Linked DNA regions of Mus musculus: region 2 is linked to region 1. Evidence: chromatin contacts called from public Hi-C data. All regions are on one chromosome and are shown on one strand. Each heading gives the region's core, a stretch centred on a gene start, on an enhancer-like site or on the middle of the called end of the contact. The rest is flanking DNA. Distances are from core to core; before and after follow the strand shown. Region 1 has its middle 22 kb from the start of Gm31276. Region 2 holds the start of Arl15 (ADP-ribosylation factor-like 15).

Region 1 (7,572 bases), core at 2,014-4,513:
GCATGCCCATGGAATGTGCTAACAGGGAAGACAGACCTCCAATTGTTTCCTACAAAGTGCTTCTAGACTTGAGGTCACAGTGCCTTGCTCATGAGCTAGAGAACAAGCTCTTACAGGTTCTAGAAAAGAAGGTTCCAGAAGCTTAGGGGCAGCCTGTTTTCAGAAAAGGAAAGGAAAGGAAAGGAAAGGAAAGGAAAGGAAAGGAAAGGAAAGGAAAGGAAAGGAAAGGAAAGGAAAGGAAAGGAAAGGAAAGGAAAGGAGGAAGGGAGAGAGAGAAAGAAAGGAAGAAAGAAAGAAAGAAAGAAAGAAAGAAAGAAAGAAAGAAAGAAAGAAAGAAAGAAAGAAAGAAAGGAAAAGCAGATGTTGGTTTGAAATTGAATTCTAAGACTGAATCGTAAACAACTGGCAGTGAGCAGCTGCTCCTTCACTGGAGTGATGGAGAGAAAGGTTGGTCAATTCTAACCAAGCCCTGTGTGCATGCACTGTTAGGAGAGCATAGAGCTGATCAGTTAAAAACCCATGGGCATTCACCATTCAAAACAAGAGTAAGAGGCAAAGCAGTGTCAAAACTGACACAAGAGACTTGGGACAGATAGAAGTTATACATGTCACTTGCTATTCTAAAGTTCTAGGGAGGTCTGGATGTCTTAAAAACATTTTCATACAAAAAAGTGAACTGTAAAAGAATTGCCACCAACTTCCCAGGTTCCTCAGTCTAAACAAATTAGTAATAAATCGAGTAAAGGACCTTGACTTGAAATTTAGAGAAAGACTAAAAATATTCTTAAAGCCAGCCCGGTTTAACAGTTTTATAGGACATTTAACTGGGGTTGCTTCTAGGTTAGATCCAAGAAAACGTTTTCAGGTTTATTTGCCTAAAGTGTGCTAAAGACGAGTGTGAATATTCTCCATCTGGAAAGTTGCTGCACTTAGTATTACTTCAAGCAGAAAGATTACCCCAAAGGGAAAAAGAAAGTTCCCTTGAGGGTGTGTCCCGAAAACATGGGCATCAGCTATTTACCCAAACAAGTTCTGTAGAGTGTGTGGTATAAGTACTATAAATTCGTTGGAAGTGTATACTAATTGTCTGTGGTTGTATTAAAAACTTACTCCCAAATTTAAGAGCTTAAAACAGCCATTATCTTAAAGGTCAGGAACCCAGGAGTAGCTCAGATGGATGCAAGTGATTCAGGAGACCATTGTCAAACTGTCACCTGAGGCTGGAGTCATTTGAAGGGTTGGCAGAGGTTCCCCAGCTTGCTCACATGGCCCTTGACAGAATGACCGAAAAGAGATGGAAACTACAGTGTCTCAGAAACAACATAACATCTCTTCCTGTCTTACTTTAATGCAGATGAGTTTGCACACAGTGTGTGTCTTAGCTAGGGTTTTACTGATGTGAAGAGATACCATGACCAAGGCAACTCTTATATGGACAACATTTAATTGGGTCTGGCTTACAGGTTCAGAAGTTCAGTCCATTATCATCATCAAGGCAGGAGGATGGGAGTGTCCAAGCAAGCATGGTGCAGGAGTTGCTGAGAGTTCTACATCTTCATTTGAAGGCCGCTAGGAGAAGACTGGCTTCCAGGCAGTGAGGAGGAGAGTCTTAAAGCCCACACCCACAGTTACACACCTACTCCAACAGGGCCACACCTACTCTAATCTTCTAATAGTGCCACTCCCTGGGCCAAGCATATTCAAACCACCACAGTGTGGGAGGGAACAAAACAGTGTGTAAGCACCAAGAGAAGGCCATGTTATATAGACTGGTAGTCAGGGTCTGTCCTCAGGCCCTTAGCAGTCATGTCTCTCCCACATATAAAATGCATTCACTCTGCTCAGAGAGAGATGAATGCTGATGGTCAGCTCAATTTCCCATTTTTGTCTAGTCTCGAACCCAAGGCCTTGGAATGTTCCAACCTCCATTATCCTAATCTAGAAACTTCTTCACAGTTGTGCCCACAGGTTTGTCTCCTGGGAGATTCCAGATATTGTTCTATGGACAACCCATCACAAACCATCACAAGTGCAGTTCTCTCCAGACAAAAAAAACCCTGCAAACTCAGACCATACAGTATTAGATCAGGAGTAGAATAAACATCACATGTATTCATGTTCTAAAGGAGATAAATTGAAGCAGCTCACAGATCCATCCAAGGTATGCTGAATTGCAGTAAGGCTCAGTCCTATCCTGGGAGTATTCTGTGCTTCTTGACTATACCTTCTGAGTTACACTTTCTTTTTCATAAAGTGTAGTATATGGACACCAGTTTTTCCTGAGCTTTCAGTACAATAGGAATAGGGTGGATATAAAGGCCTTTGGCTGTCTCTATCCCTTTGGGTTCTTATTAGAAAGATGTCTGCTGATTTAATATTTTTTCAAAACTTCCATGAATCTCCTGGGACTTGTATCAGGTGGATTCTACTAGACAAAAGTCAAGAAAATATGTCTGCAAGATATTTAATCCCTTTTTCATCTTGTGATTCTGTGAAGAGCAAAGTTCTTAAGCTTCGTAGAAGCCCTATTTTGAGAGGATCGATGAGTCATAGCCTTAATTGGTTTAAGGCTTAATTGATTCTCCCACAAAGGTTCATATATTAAAGACTTAGTCTCCAGAGTGGTATGATTAGAAGGTAGCAGAGCCTTTATAAACTGGGGATTAGTAAGAGATCTTTACACTCTTGGAGGCATCCGTGTTTTTAATTCTCTGGGTATCCACTCATCTGTCTGCTTCTAACACATGCCTGCCATAGCCATCTACCATGAAGTGAGGTAGTAAATGAGTTTTTCTGAGCCTGCCCTCTTTACCTTATTTGGGATCTAAGCCTTTGAAACTGTAAGCTAAACATACTATTTTCTTTTTATATGTTAGTTGCCTCAATTATTTCTCTGTAGTAACGCAAACCCGACTAATACAATGGTCTTTTGTGTGGCTGATGTGGTTGCTCCTTAGGTAGTCTCTTGATGACTTTGAGATCATAGCAGAGAATTTATAGTCCCTCCCTCAGCTTCAACTTTTGGCCGAGTTACCATGACAGTGCCCTGAGTTTAAACTTTGCTTTTAAGGCATTTCTTAATTTTTAAAATCATTTGCCATCCCTAGAGGCTGGGCTTCTTTGAGTCCTGGCTCCTACCTAGCGGTCGTTCCTTTAACTTATCTCTCTCCACTTGTGTCTTACAAAGGGCTAAGGGAAACCATATGGTGCCTTTAACAGGCTGTCTTGAAATCCCCTCAGCTGGATCATCCAGTTCTTTGTTTACATGTTCTGCTTTGCACATCACTGCACATAACACTGTTTTTAAGATTTCTGGCTCTACCTCAACAGGCAGACCTGTTTTCAACACAGTTTTTCTCACTTTCTTTTAGATCTCAACCATAACATGGCTATGATTCTTCAGTTCTTTCCACCCGCCTTCTTTGCCTAACTCCAAAGCCAGGCCTGCGCTGTGGCTATTCTTTGTGGTTGTCTATTGCAATATTACAAATCACCCCAGAGTCTAGAATATTAAAATAATAAACACTTATTGTCTCACACAATTTCAGAGGACCAGGAATCCAGGAATGGTTTGGTGGTGATTTGGGGGCTCAGGGTATTGCATGAGGCTTCAGCCATTGTATACTCGAGGGCTTTTTTTTTTTTTTTTTTTTTTTTTGTCCTCTTCTTGAGTGCAGCTGAAAGTTCCGTTTCTAGTCTTACTTATAGGGATGTTGGAAAAATGACTTCTGCATAGGAATGCACAATACATGGCAATTAGCTGGGGGGACAGACAACAGAATATCTTTTTTTTTTTTTTTTTTTTTGTGGTTTTTTCGAGACAGGGTTTCTCTATAGCCCTGGCTGTCCTGGAACTCACTTTGTAGACCAGGCTGGCCTCGAACTCAGAAATCCACCTGCCTCTGCCTCCCGAGTGCTGGGATTAAAGGCGTGCGCCACCACACCCGGCTCAGAATATCTTTATAAACTCAGAAGAGGTTGTGTGGCGTTAACTTACAATATTGTACTAGTCATACAGATATTTAAAAAATGGGGAAGGTGTGACTACCTGAAGTTGAGATTATTAGGGGGATAATTTTGGAAGATACCACCAGGTAAAATGTCTCTCTTCCCAGGGTCCATTGAAAAGTAGCGGCAATGCAAGAATGAAGCAGAGAAGCCGACATTCTAACTTTATTACTGAGAAAGCTGATTGGAGGAGGCTTAGAAGTGTGGATGCAAATGTAATTGAGGAAAATATGTAATTAAAAAAAAAAGTGTGGATGCAAAGCACACCAATACTTGTCCTCAGAATTAGAATTAGCTATGAAGTAAGGAAGTACGAGACATTTTTTTTGTGCCTTCTCCAGAGTTTCTCACATAGATAGCAAGACAAAATGTATCTTTGATGTGATTAGGAGCAATCTCCACGGGTAGGGATAAGTCAGAAAGAGGACTGGGAGAGGGCAATATTGTGCCTCTCTCCTCCTACAAGAACAGGAATCTGGAAGTGGAAAAAAAAAATCTGTTCCTCCAGCAGATCACAGAAGGTATAACTTGGTTCTCACGGATGATCATGTCCAATGCTGGGCCCCACCCCTCAGGGATTTGCATACCTTTACAAGGTCACAGGAAATGCTGACCTAGCTGGTCTGAGAACCCTAGTTTAAAATTAGCCAAACACCTACAGTGCATGGGTGTTTTTAATGGCTGCCATTTCTTACTTGCAATCCCATTAGTTTTCATAGCGATATAGGACTGGCCTCACCAACCTCTCTTCTGTATTAGACAGAAGAGGAGGCCAGAGTGCAGAAGCGAAGCAGTGGGCCAAGTTTCCTCCCTCCTTGCCATGCAGAACCAATTTTCCAACCAGGTCTGGCTCCAAAGTCTGTGTTCTTTCTTCTGCATCAACTTGTCTTCAGTTACTAAGAACAGAGTATTAATAGGAGCCAGAGACTAAACAATAATTTCCTAGATCTATTTTCTTTTTTTTTAATATTTTTTTATTACGTATTTTCCTCAATTACATTTCCAATGCTATCCCAAAAGTCCCCCATACCCTCCCCCCCACTTCCCTACCCACCCATTCCCATTTTTTTTTGGCCCTGGTGTTCCCCTGTACTGGGGCATATACAGTTTGCGTGTCCAATGGGCCTCTCTTTCCAGTGATGGCCAACTAGGCCATCTTTTGATACATATGCAGCTAGAGTCAAGAGCTCTGGGGTACTGGTTAGTTCATAATGTTGTTCCACCTATAGGGTTGCAGATCCCTTTAGCTCCTTGGGTACTTTCTCTAGCTCCTCCATTGGGAGCCCTGTGATCCATCCAATAGCTGACTGTGAGCATCCACTACCCATGAACAAAACAGACCATGGTGGCTGGTGCCTCTAATCCCACCACTGAGGAGACAGAGAAAGATGGAGCTCTAGAGCTCGCTGGCCAGTCAGCCTAGGCAAAGTTGGGAGACCAAGACCCCAAAGAGAGACCCTGTCTCAGTTATTAACTCTAATGAATAATACCTAAGGCTGCCCTCTGGCCTCTACAAGTACACACAGACACACATACACATACACACACACACACACACACACACACAAAGAGTATATTCCACACAACATAGTCAAATTGATCTCACATCCATTCTTGGCAGAAGTAAATGAATGTGTTTATTGCTTCTCACTGCCCAGAAGGTGACTCTGCTACATTGACAGCCTGCTTTGCCTTCTGACACCATTAGGTTTTATTTTCCCTAGTAGTAAGCAGAGAATGAAAGAGTCTTCAATTCCCTCCCTGAAGGCTCAGCTCAGACTGAATGCCTCCCTCCACAAAGGACTCAAACCCTCCAAGAGCCACTGCTCTTAAGTTCTCTGAAACTAAACTCCTTCTGTCTCTGTCTGATGGGACTTGTGAACTATCCATGTGGGTTTGTCCCCCCTCTGTGCTTACACTTTAGTGAATAACACTCCCCTCTTGCATATCCCCACCTGGATTCACTATTCCCTCAAGCCCCTCCATGAGTATCTCCCTGAATACAGGTAAGAGTGCTACTTTCCTGAATCCAGCCCAGGTGACTTAGTTTCAGGTTCCTACCTTCCTCGTGGAACTAGGTAAGTCCACAGAATCCTGCTGCTGTCCAGATGGTCAGACTCCCACCAGCACTCTTGGTTTAAAGGTGCAAAACACCTGCTTCTGGCGTGTGTTTACTTTGAAGGTAGACCAGATGGCAGGAGAACTTGGAAGGTTCTGCTGGCAGAAATTCTATCATCAAAATTCCTGCTGTGTTTTAGAACTCTACAGTTTTCTCCCTTACACCAGCCATTTATTCTAACAACAGGTAAATTATCCCCAAAAGCAAAACAGAGATAAAATTGTCAGTCAAAGATTTTTGTGCTAAATGAGTTTCAGCTGTTTCCTATTTTGGCAGCCAGCTGCAAGCTGGATTTGACAAAAAGAACTGGGAAATCTATCTAGATTTCGAACAATGGTGCTCTAGATGTGTGGGGAAGGTAGTCTTCTCAAAGCCATCTTTGAGGGAGGGGTTAGACCTTGAACTGTAGATCAAGGGCCAGGGATCCTTATCTGCCTGCTATAAAAAAAAAAAGATGACCCCCAAACAACAGAGAATAACCCTGCAGGAACTTTAATGTTCCAAAAAATATTTATGTTGCTAAAAAACCTGTATATAATTATCTAAGCAATTGTATTTTGTTTTATAGAAGGTAGAGAGAGGCAGGCAAGGAGGTGGTGAACATTTGTGTATGTGCAACTTTAATGTTTACTGAAATTCCCATGAAATTCAAGTGCCACATAAATTGATGCAATTGCAGCATATGTCCTGATGTTTTGTTTAAACTTTACCAAGTTGGACATGAATTGTGGAAGGTAGAGCTACTCTCAGTCTATATGAATAAATGTAACATTTAAGACAATTCTATAAAAGTATTTAGTGCCTGACAGTCAACTTTATTGTATGTTGGTACCATAATGTTGTAATCTCTTGTGATGATGGTGATGGATTTTATGACATGGTTTCATGTATCCTAGGATGCTGGTCTTGAACGTATACCTCCACTTCCAAGTGCTGAGATTACAGGCATGTACCACCATTACCCTGTGGAGTTGCATTCTACTGTACATAATGAGATCTATAAAAAAAAATCCCTGCATGTAATATTAAAAATCAACAATAAACTAATGAGAATATATATGTACATATATGCAGGTATATGCAAATAAAACAGTTGAAATATTTCTTTTCAGAGCCTAGAAAGATGGTTCAGTTGCTAAAGTACTTGACATGCAAGTGTAAGGACCTGAGTCTGGCTCCCCGGGACACATGTAAGAAGCTGGGCACAGTGGTGTACACCCGTTATTCCAACACTGGGGAGGCAGAGCCAGGAGCATCCCTGAAGCTTCCTAACTCAGGTTCAGATAAAGGCCCTGTGTCAAAGGAAAAAGGGAAGGAAATAAAAGAAAAAGTGGAGACAGAGAAAGACAATTGACAAACTGACATTTCCCTCCAGTCTCCAAACTCCCCCCCCCCACATATATGTTTACCCACATATAAGCTTATACCACATACATACATACACA
Region 2 (7,572 bases), core at 1,315-3,814, 80 kb after region 1:
ACCTTTGAAAGGCTTTTTGATTTCTGTGGTTTCAAGCAGATGTGACAAAGGCCAGGTTTTTGGAAGTCTTTCAGGTTCAGAAGCCTGGTCAAAAATCTTTTCTAAACTTACATGTGCTTGAGTTAACAGAATGGCAAGAAAATAAAAATCAAAATTGAATCTACTGGCTTAGTGCAACTGAGACTTACTAACCCTGGAGTAAAACAAAACAAAACAAAACAAACAACTCCTTTCAAGAAGATATTACTTAAACACATATATCTTGAAATTTATATCAATAAAGGCCAGCTTTGTCTGTACACGTGTATGTATACAATCAAAGTCCTCTAATTACCCTGAAAGCCATCTTTCCTCATTTTGTATCTGAGGAAAGCATTTCAGAGATTAGATCTAGTCACATGACTCATAAGTGTGTGTGTGTGTGTGTGTGGGGGGGGTGCGCAGAACCTGATTATGTGTAAATTTAGGGTAAATATTTTGGTTTTCTATAATGAACTATATAGTTTTGTCTAACAACTATTTTCACTGCCCTGGGGTAAACTTTTAATGATATTTGTTTTCTGAAGACTCACACAAAAAGTGTGTGTGTGTGTGTGTGTGTGTGTGTGTGTGTATGTGTGTGTAGGGACAGAGAGAAATGGAGGGAAACTTTAGTCACCACCTTAAAAGAGGGCAGTGTTTGGCAAGAACTAACAGAATAGTACTTTTGCAACTTAGTGTTCCAAATTCTATCATTCAGAATACTCCTTTGACATGTGACATCCGAGGAAAGAGTATGAGTTCACTATAAACTTCACTACATTATGAAACTTCATAAATGTTTAACAGCTGTATAAAGTTTTATTGTGTAAGTGTGCTGTGTTAACAAATCATAGGAGACTCCTCCTCTTCTTTTTCCGAGACAAGGTTTCTTCTCTGTGTAGCCTTGCAGGTGGTCTCCAACTCAGGGATCTGCCTGTATCTTTGCTGGGATTAAAGGTACCACCAGGCCGACAAAATTCTACTATAATCATTGCAGGAAATGTTCACTTAGAACACTGTCCACAGCTCTTATCCTAAGAATTTCTAGAAATGGAATTACTGGTACAAAAGATATGGCACCCTTTTAATATTCATTTTTGAATACACGTGTACAGACAGAGCTGGCCTTTATTGATATAATTTTCAAGATATATGTGTTTAAGTAATAACTTCTTAAAAGGAGTTGTTCTGTTTTGTTTTGTTTTACTCCAGGGTTAGTAAGTCTCAGTTGCACTAAGCCAGTAGATTCAATTTTGATTTTTATTTTCTTGCCATTCTATATTTTACTCCTCTCCATACCCAACTCCAAATGGCATGCTTATCTTGTCTCACCTTTGCCTTGACTGTCCTTTCTAGCCTGAATCTTGGAGGTGAAAGAAAAAAAATCCAGAACTGACCGTTGTCTTTATCTCGCTTGACTCCCATTTTCACTCAATTCCAAGTAATTCTTTTTTAAAAAAATTTTAAAATTTTTCTATTTTTTATTTTTTGGTTTTTCGAGACAGGGTTTCTCTGTATTTCTCTGGCTGTCCTGGAACTCACTCTGTAGACCAGGCTGGCCTCGAACTCAGAAATCCGCCTGCCTCTCTGCCTCCCAAGTGCTGGGATCAAAGGCGTGCACCACCACTGCCCGGGCCCCAAGTTTGTTTGTTTGTTTTTTTGAGACAGGGTTTCTCTGGATTTCTCTGTGTAGCCCTGGCTGTCCTGGAATTCGTTCTGTAGACCAGGCTGGCCTCGAACTCAGAAATCCACCTGCCTCTGCCTCCCAAGTGCTGGGATTAAAGGCGTGCGCCACCACCGCCCGGCTTGCTTTTTTTTTTCTTTTTTTCTTTTTTTTTTTTTTAATTTAGGAAACGCACAAGTCTCAAGTGCACCGGCTCTGTTTTTCCTAAGATAAGGTTCACAAACAGTATTACTTGGGTCCTTTAGAGGACTTTCACAATCCCACCGCTCATTCTATTCAGGTACATTGGATTAAGCATGCAAAGATCAGATGCCTGTCTCCTTCAATGTTTGGGGTGATCAATTTACTTGTGAGTCTCTAGGTTCCTAGTCTGGACTGCACTGGTGCTGAGCCGCAGGAAGGTCAAGTTCAAGTTGTCCGCCGTAGCAGACACCCACACCCTGGAGGGTCAATGCAGTCCCCAGTACTGCACAGTTTGCCTTCTTTAAGGTGTCTGCCCTTCTAATCCGCAGGTCCAGGGCGTTTCAAGGCCACAGGAAGGCGCTCGGGGCAACTGCCTCCCACCGCCCTGGGCTGCTTTCTTAAGGAGGGGTGGGCGGGGACGCCGCCGCCGCTGCTCTTCAATCTCAGGCAGGCTGCTTGCCGGGTCTCGAGCGGACTAGAGGCTGAGAGTCGGCCTCCCGGGGCCGCAGCGCGTTTCCGCCCGCCCCTCCCCCAGCAAACAGGAACCAGCACCGTCCCGGGTCCCGCGCTTCTCTGCTGCCCTCCACCGGGGGGACTGCCTTTTATAGACACTCCGGCCAATGAGCGCGCTCCTTTTCCTCGGCCCGCCCTCCCAGCCAATCGTCGCTTCCCTGGTGTAATCTTCGGCTCCTCGGCTGCTCTCGGCGATCTTCGCTGTTGCTGGCTTTTTCAGGAGCTGCTCGCTGGCAGCCCGAGACGCTGCTGCTTTTTTTTTTTTTCCGGGTTCGGAGCCATTCCGGATGCTTTAGGCTGCCGGATGTCTGATCTCCGGATAACTGAGGCGTTTCTGTACATGGATTATCTGGTAGGTGCGGGGCGCCGGCGGCATGTCGCCTCTCGGATCTCGCGGTGGCCCATGGCCCCCTGCCTGGAGCAGCAGCCTCTCGGCTTTCTTTCTTTGGGATGGGATGCCTTGGGTTGCTTTCTCCCGGGGCTGGCTCTGAGGGGCGGCGGCGGGGGGAGAGGACGGGCTGACAGGTAAAGGCGCGGAGGGGACCGGCGGGACTGCGGGAGATGGGGCCACGCTCCGCGCGCCTCTCCGCGCTCCCGGCGCAGGACTTTCTTTCCGGGGAAGCTGGAGTTTTCCGCTCTCCTCTTAGCAGAACTCCAAGAGCTATTAAAGAGCCATAAGCAGAATGGCTCGCTAAGTGCCTGGCAGGTCCGGTCATTTGGTCGTTATTAGATCTCTAAAGGAATGACCTGGGTCGTGGCGGGATTTTAAAAACACATTACCAGAAAGTAGACTGGACTAAACCACATTGCAACCCGGCCTGAGCAGGATTGGGCAGGGACAGGCATTGCCCCGCGGCTGTGGTTGTGGTGCACGCCGCTTTTGTGCATGGTGTGCATGGTTTGGCAATCGGTTTGAGATCAGCCCCGTGCTGGGAAGTTTAGGTAGGAAAAGTTTTTTTAGCACAGCGCTGGAACGGAACACTTAGACGTGTTTCTAGAATTGTGCAAGCCTCGTGTTTTCGTTCCAGAAATTGTATTTCCACAGAGCTGCCTGTTTGTGGTCAAGCAGATCCTTTTTGACATGAACCGTGTTCGATCCTGCCCATTTTCTGCGTGGATGGTGTCAGAACGAACGGCTGTTGCCATGCAGTGCTGAAGTAGAGGGTTAGAAGTGTTGGCCCTTCTGTCATCCTGTAGGACACATGGTTTTTCCACTGCAGATTGGCCTAGCAGAGATTTGTCAGTGCCTTCTAGGAATTACACTTAAGGCTGTACGGAGAAAGACCGAATACTTTCCAGACCAAGAAAGAGAGGGCTGCGTTGTAACGTTACCAGTGTATGAGGGTTTATTCAGGTGTGTAGAAACTGGCAAGGATGGAGACCAGTTAGTGCGCGACCTTGAGAACAGAGCCGAAGTCAGAGTCTCAGTTGAATTTTGGTTTTGCTGTCTATGTATTCATGGCAGTGACTTCTATCTTTGTCATAAAGGGGTGTTATCGCTGCGCCAGGTTAGGTGGGCTATCTGTGAACATTCTTTAAGCGTCCTTGTAGGTTGATGATTCTCAAATATGTCCAGGAGGCTATTTTGAAAGTTAAATGGTTGGTTGATTTGTAGTTTACCCATATCATGCTATGGCTATGTCTTGTAATCTGCCCCACAAAACGCCAGTTTGCTGAGAAAAAAAAATTACCAAATAAGAAGAAAGTATAGGGCATCTTACCTGTACTGCTAATTTTGGATACTTAGTGATTCGGAGAGGTATTCGGGGCGGGGGGTGGGGGGTGGGGTGGGGTGGATTCTCATGATCTGCTGAGACTGTTGTAGTACTTCAGCACATAGCTGTCTTTGAGGTAGCAGGCCCACTAAAAGACCTGAGGGAAAACAGCATTGCAGATTGCTCAGGTCACCTGCCATGTAGACATGGGTTCAGAGTAGATGGATGAATATTTGTAGGTATAAGGTTACCCTGGGAGTTTAGGTCATTGTCACTGGGCCCTGGGTTTCACTTTGACTTGGCCCATCTGTTTTACCTGTTTCCCTAACACCTTTTTTTGGCTTTCGTATAAAATCATTGTTTGGCCACTTCAGTGTGCTTTCAATAATTCCCAAGTGCCTTGAAGCTAACTGTCCCGTAAAAGTCAGGGGCTATACTGGAGGTGGGGTGGGGGAGAAAACAAAGTCTTAAAGGAGACAGGTCAGGTTTTATGAGTGTGTTAGGTATCCCTGTGAAAACACTGAAGAAAGTCCTTCCCCACTAAATGGACCAGAGGGGAAACAAAACAAACTCTGGAGTTCGAGAGGTTGCTTTACTGTGCTTTCCCGCTGACCCACTCGCAGAGAAAACCGTGAGATACATCGCTCCATTCTCCTTGTCTACCAGGTGGCTTGTTTGCTCATGCGAAATCTTGGCATGGTGTCTGTTTAAAATCCTGTTTCTGAAAAAGTAAAGGATCGATTTCTTTGATTGGGCCTGGCATCTTATTAATCGATTCCTAAGTTCCTATATTTCCCTTCCAGGAGGGGCTGGGGATGTTTCTTTCATTCCTAGTTGGACTGCAGGTTTTGCAGAGTGGACTAGAGTGAGTGCCCTCTTCATGCCCCTGTCAGGAGTAATGTGTGCCCTCCCTCCATCCTTTCTTCTCCAGTGCTGGGATTTTTGTTGTTATGTCAGAAAGGAAAGCTCTACGTGGAGGTGTTAGCCATTGTCCTTTATTTGGGTGCTATCACTTAACTTATTTTATTTGGGGGAGAGTCTAAAGGAAGTGTGTGTGCGTGTGCTTGAGTGTGTGTGCATGCTATTTTTAACAACTTCTGATAGCACTGAAATGGTAAGACAGATGAAGAAAGCTCTCTGATCTTAGAAGTTGCAGTTAATTTCTTGACTATTCTTGTGACAGCTAAGATGAAGGCTCTGTCTTAATATTTAAGACGGAGGTTTTATTAATCTTGGTTCAGGGAAAGAGGGATGCCTTGCAAATCCTAAATAATTACATGTTACACCGGTTACTGTACCTGGCTTGGTGCCTGGCATGGAGTTAGAGCCCGGGATTGCATGATGATGAGTGGATGCGGGACCTGAGAGGTAATTCTGTCCTCTTCTGGCTTCTAAACTGAGCCAAGATAGTATCTGTTTGGATTAGGTATTTTGATTTTTGGAATGCAGGATGTATCTTTTACACTCAAGATAATCAAGATAGAATTTGTTTAGCAATTTAAACATAAAAGTCTTATCTTTTCTAGATAATGCGGGTGTCACCGGAGGAGGCCATATCTCTTCCCCTTTTCTCTTGAGCAAGTTTATAAGTCATGTTCTAAACCAGACCGATCTATGGTTCAGGATTTAGGCGTCACCAACAGACAGCATACCCCTCTCCCTTTGATGGGTTAAGGCTGTTCAGAGCTTTATAAAGAGAAAGAACAGGGTATAACTTATAACGAGGAACTGACACTAATACAGGTTCTCTAGAGTCACAAACCTTATGGAATGAATCTCTGCAGAAAAAGGGAATTTATTGGAATGGCTTACAGACTGCAGTCCAACAATGGCCAGCTGTGAATGGAAAGTCCAAGAATCTAGTACTTGCTCAGTCCCACAAGGCTGTGTGTCTTAGCTGGTCTGAATATGCTGGAACCCTGACGTGGTAGGCTCCAGTGCCAGAGAAGGAATGGAAGTGCTAGCAAGGTGGGGCAAGGTGGCAAAGGACAAAACCTTTCTTCGTCCATGTCCTTCTAGAGACTTCCAGCAGAAAGGTATGGCTCAGATTAAAGGTATGTCTTTAGATTTGGCTTAAAGGTGTGCATCTTCTTACGTCAAAGGTCCGGGCTAGAAGTGGATTCACTCACATACTTAAACCCAAGAGAAAATCTCTCCCAGGTGTGTCCTCCGTTCCTGGATTGTAGTTCATTCCGGATATAGTCAAGTTGACAGCTAAGACTATCCTTCCCAGATCCATTATAAAGTTCTATCTGGAGACCAGACAGGGTCAGCTTCTGCATTCCTTTTAGTTCAAAATGCTTTTGCCTTCTATGCAAATCGGTGTAGATTTCACCAATTCCTCTTTGTACCACTAACACAACAACAATAAAGTTCATTATCCATATAATACCAGTGATGATTAAAAGAGATAGTGGGAGTAAACTTACTTATAAACATTACATTGGTTCCTTTCCTTTCCTTTCCTTTCCTTTCCTTTCCTTTCCTTTCCTTTCCTTTCCTTTCCTTTCCTTTCCTTTCTCCCTCCTTCCTTCCCTCCCTCCCTCCCTCCCTCCCTCCCTCCCTCCCTCCCTCCCTTCCTTCCTTCCTTTTTTACTTCCTTTCTCTCTGTCTGACTTTCTTTCTTTCTTCTTCTTTTTTTCTTTTTTGAGACACAGTTTCTCTGTGTAGCCCTTGCTGTCCTAGAAAACACTTTGTAGGCCATGTTGGCCTCGAACCCAGAGATCTGCCCCACGGCCTCCTGAGTGCTGAGGTTAAAGGCATGTGCCTCCTCCTCCAGATGTATACATTGGTTCTCAAATAAAAATGTTAACACCTGGGCTGGTGAGATGGCTCAGCGGGTAAGAGCACTGACTGCTCTTCCGAAGGTCATGAGTTCAAATCCCAGCAACCACATGGTGGCTCACAACCACCCATAATGAGATCTGACGCCCTCTTCTGGTGTGTTTGAAGACAGCTACAATGTATTTATGTATAATAATAAATAAATCTTAAAAAAATGTTAACACATCATGATTATGTTGCTGATACTGTATTTCCTCTGGAATCACTGTTATTTAATGCTAAGGATTGGGTTACATTTTAAAATAGCCCTAATACATGAAAGAATTGGGAGGGCATTCAGCAAGCAAGAAGTGGACCGAGGTTTGAGGAGTAAAACTACACTCATTTTCACTGTTCTTTTCTTTAAAAGTTTATGTGTATTATATGTAGGAATGCTTGCTGTGCACCACACATGTACAGTGTCTGCAGAGGCCTGAAGAGGGTGTGCCAGAAGATCCCATGGATCTTGAGTGACAGTTGGGATCTGCCAGGTGTGTGCTTTGAATGGAACCCAGGCCTTCTGCAAGATCCATCTCTCCAGCCTTCTCGTATTATTATTTAGTCCATTCAACAAATACTTATGCAACCCTACTTGTACATGTTCCAGGAAGTCATGGAGAGTGGACTACAGTG

What was found. Hi-C and Micro-C count contacts between places; a contact is called where the count stands out from the background.
Region 2: a Hi-C map of uterus shows a contact between it and region 1, with 2.8 times the contacts expected there. The contact joins the promoter of Arl15 here to the enhancer-like site in region 1. A contact is called at or near these places in 4 of 39 promoter capture datasets (the HPC-7 cell line, frontonasal cranial neural crest, hippocampal neurons and 1 more), 24 of 484 Hi-C or Micro-C datasets (the AML12 cell line, cochlea, cortical glia and 12 more), 18 of 115 datasets of contacts at active chromatin or transcription factors (the SCID.adh cell line, bone marrow-derived dendritic cells, bone marrow-derived macrophages and 10 more) and 3 of 9 other capture datasets (adipose tissue, embryonic stem cells and pancreatic islet).

Annotation. Positions count from the first base shown.
Region 1 is chr13:113,710,823-113,718,394 of GRCm38.p6, forward strand. No RefSeq gene overlaps it. Among named protein-coding and RNA genes, the nearest start is that of Gm31276, 22 kb to the right of the region's middle. Within about 2 kb of position 3,264, at least 1 of the 459 cell types and tissues checked has an H3K27ac peak or open chromatin away from gene starts, as enhancers often do. A contact at or near this core is called in uterus, where this site is marked.
Region 2 is chr13:113,791,944-113,799,515 of GRCm38.p6, forward strand. It overlaps Arl15 (ADP-ribosylation factor-like 15), which reads left to right and starts at 2,565. Exons shown (of 5, transcript NM_172595.4): 1 at 2,565-2,753. The coding sequence starts at 2,706.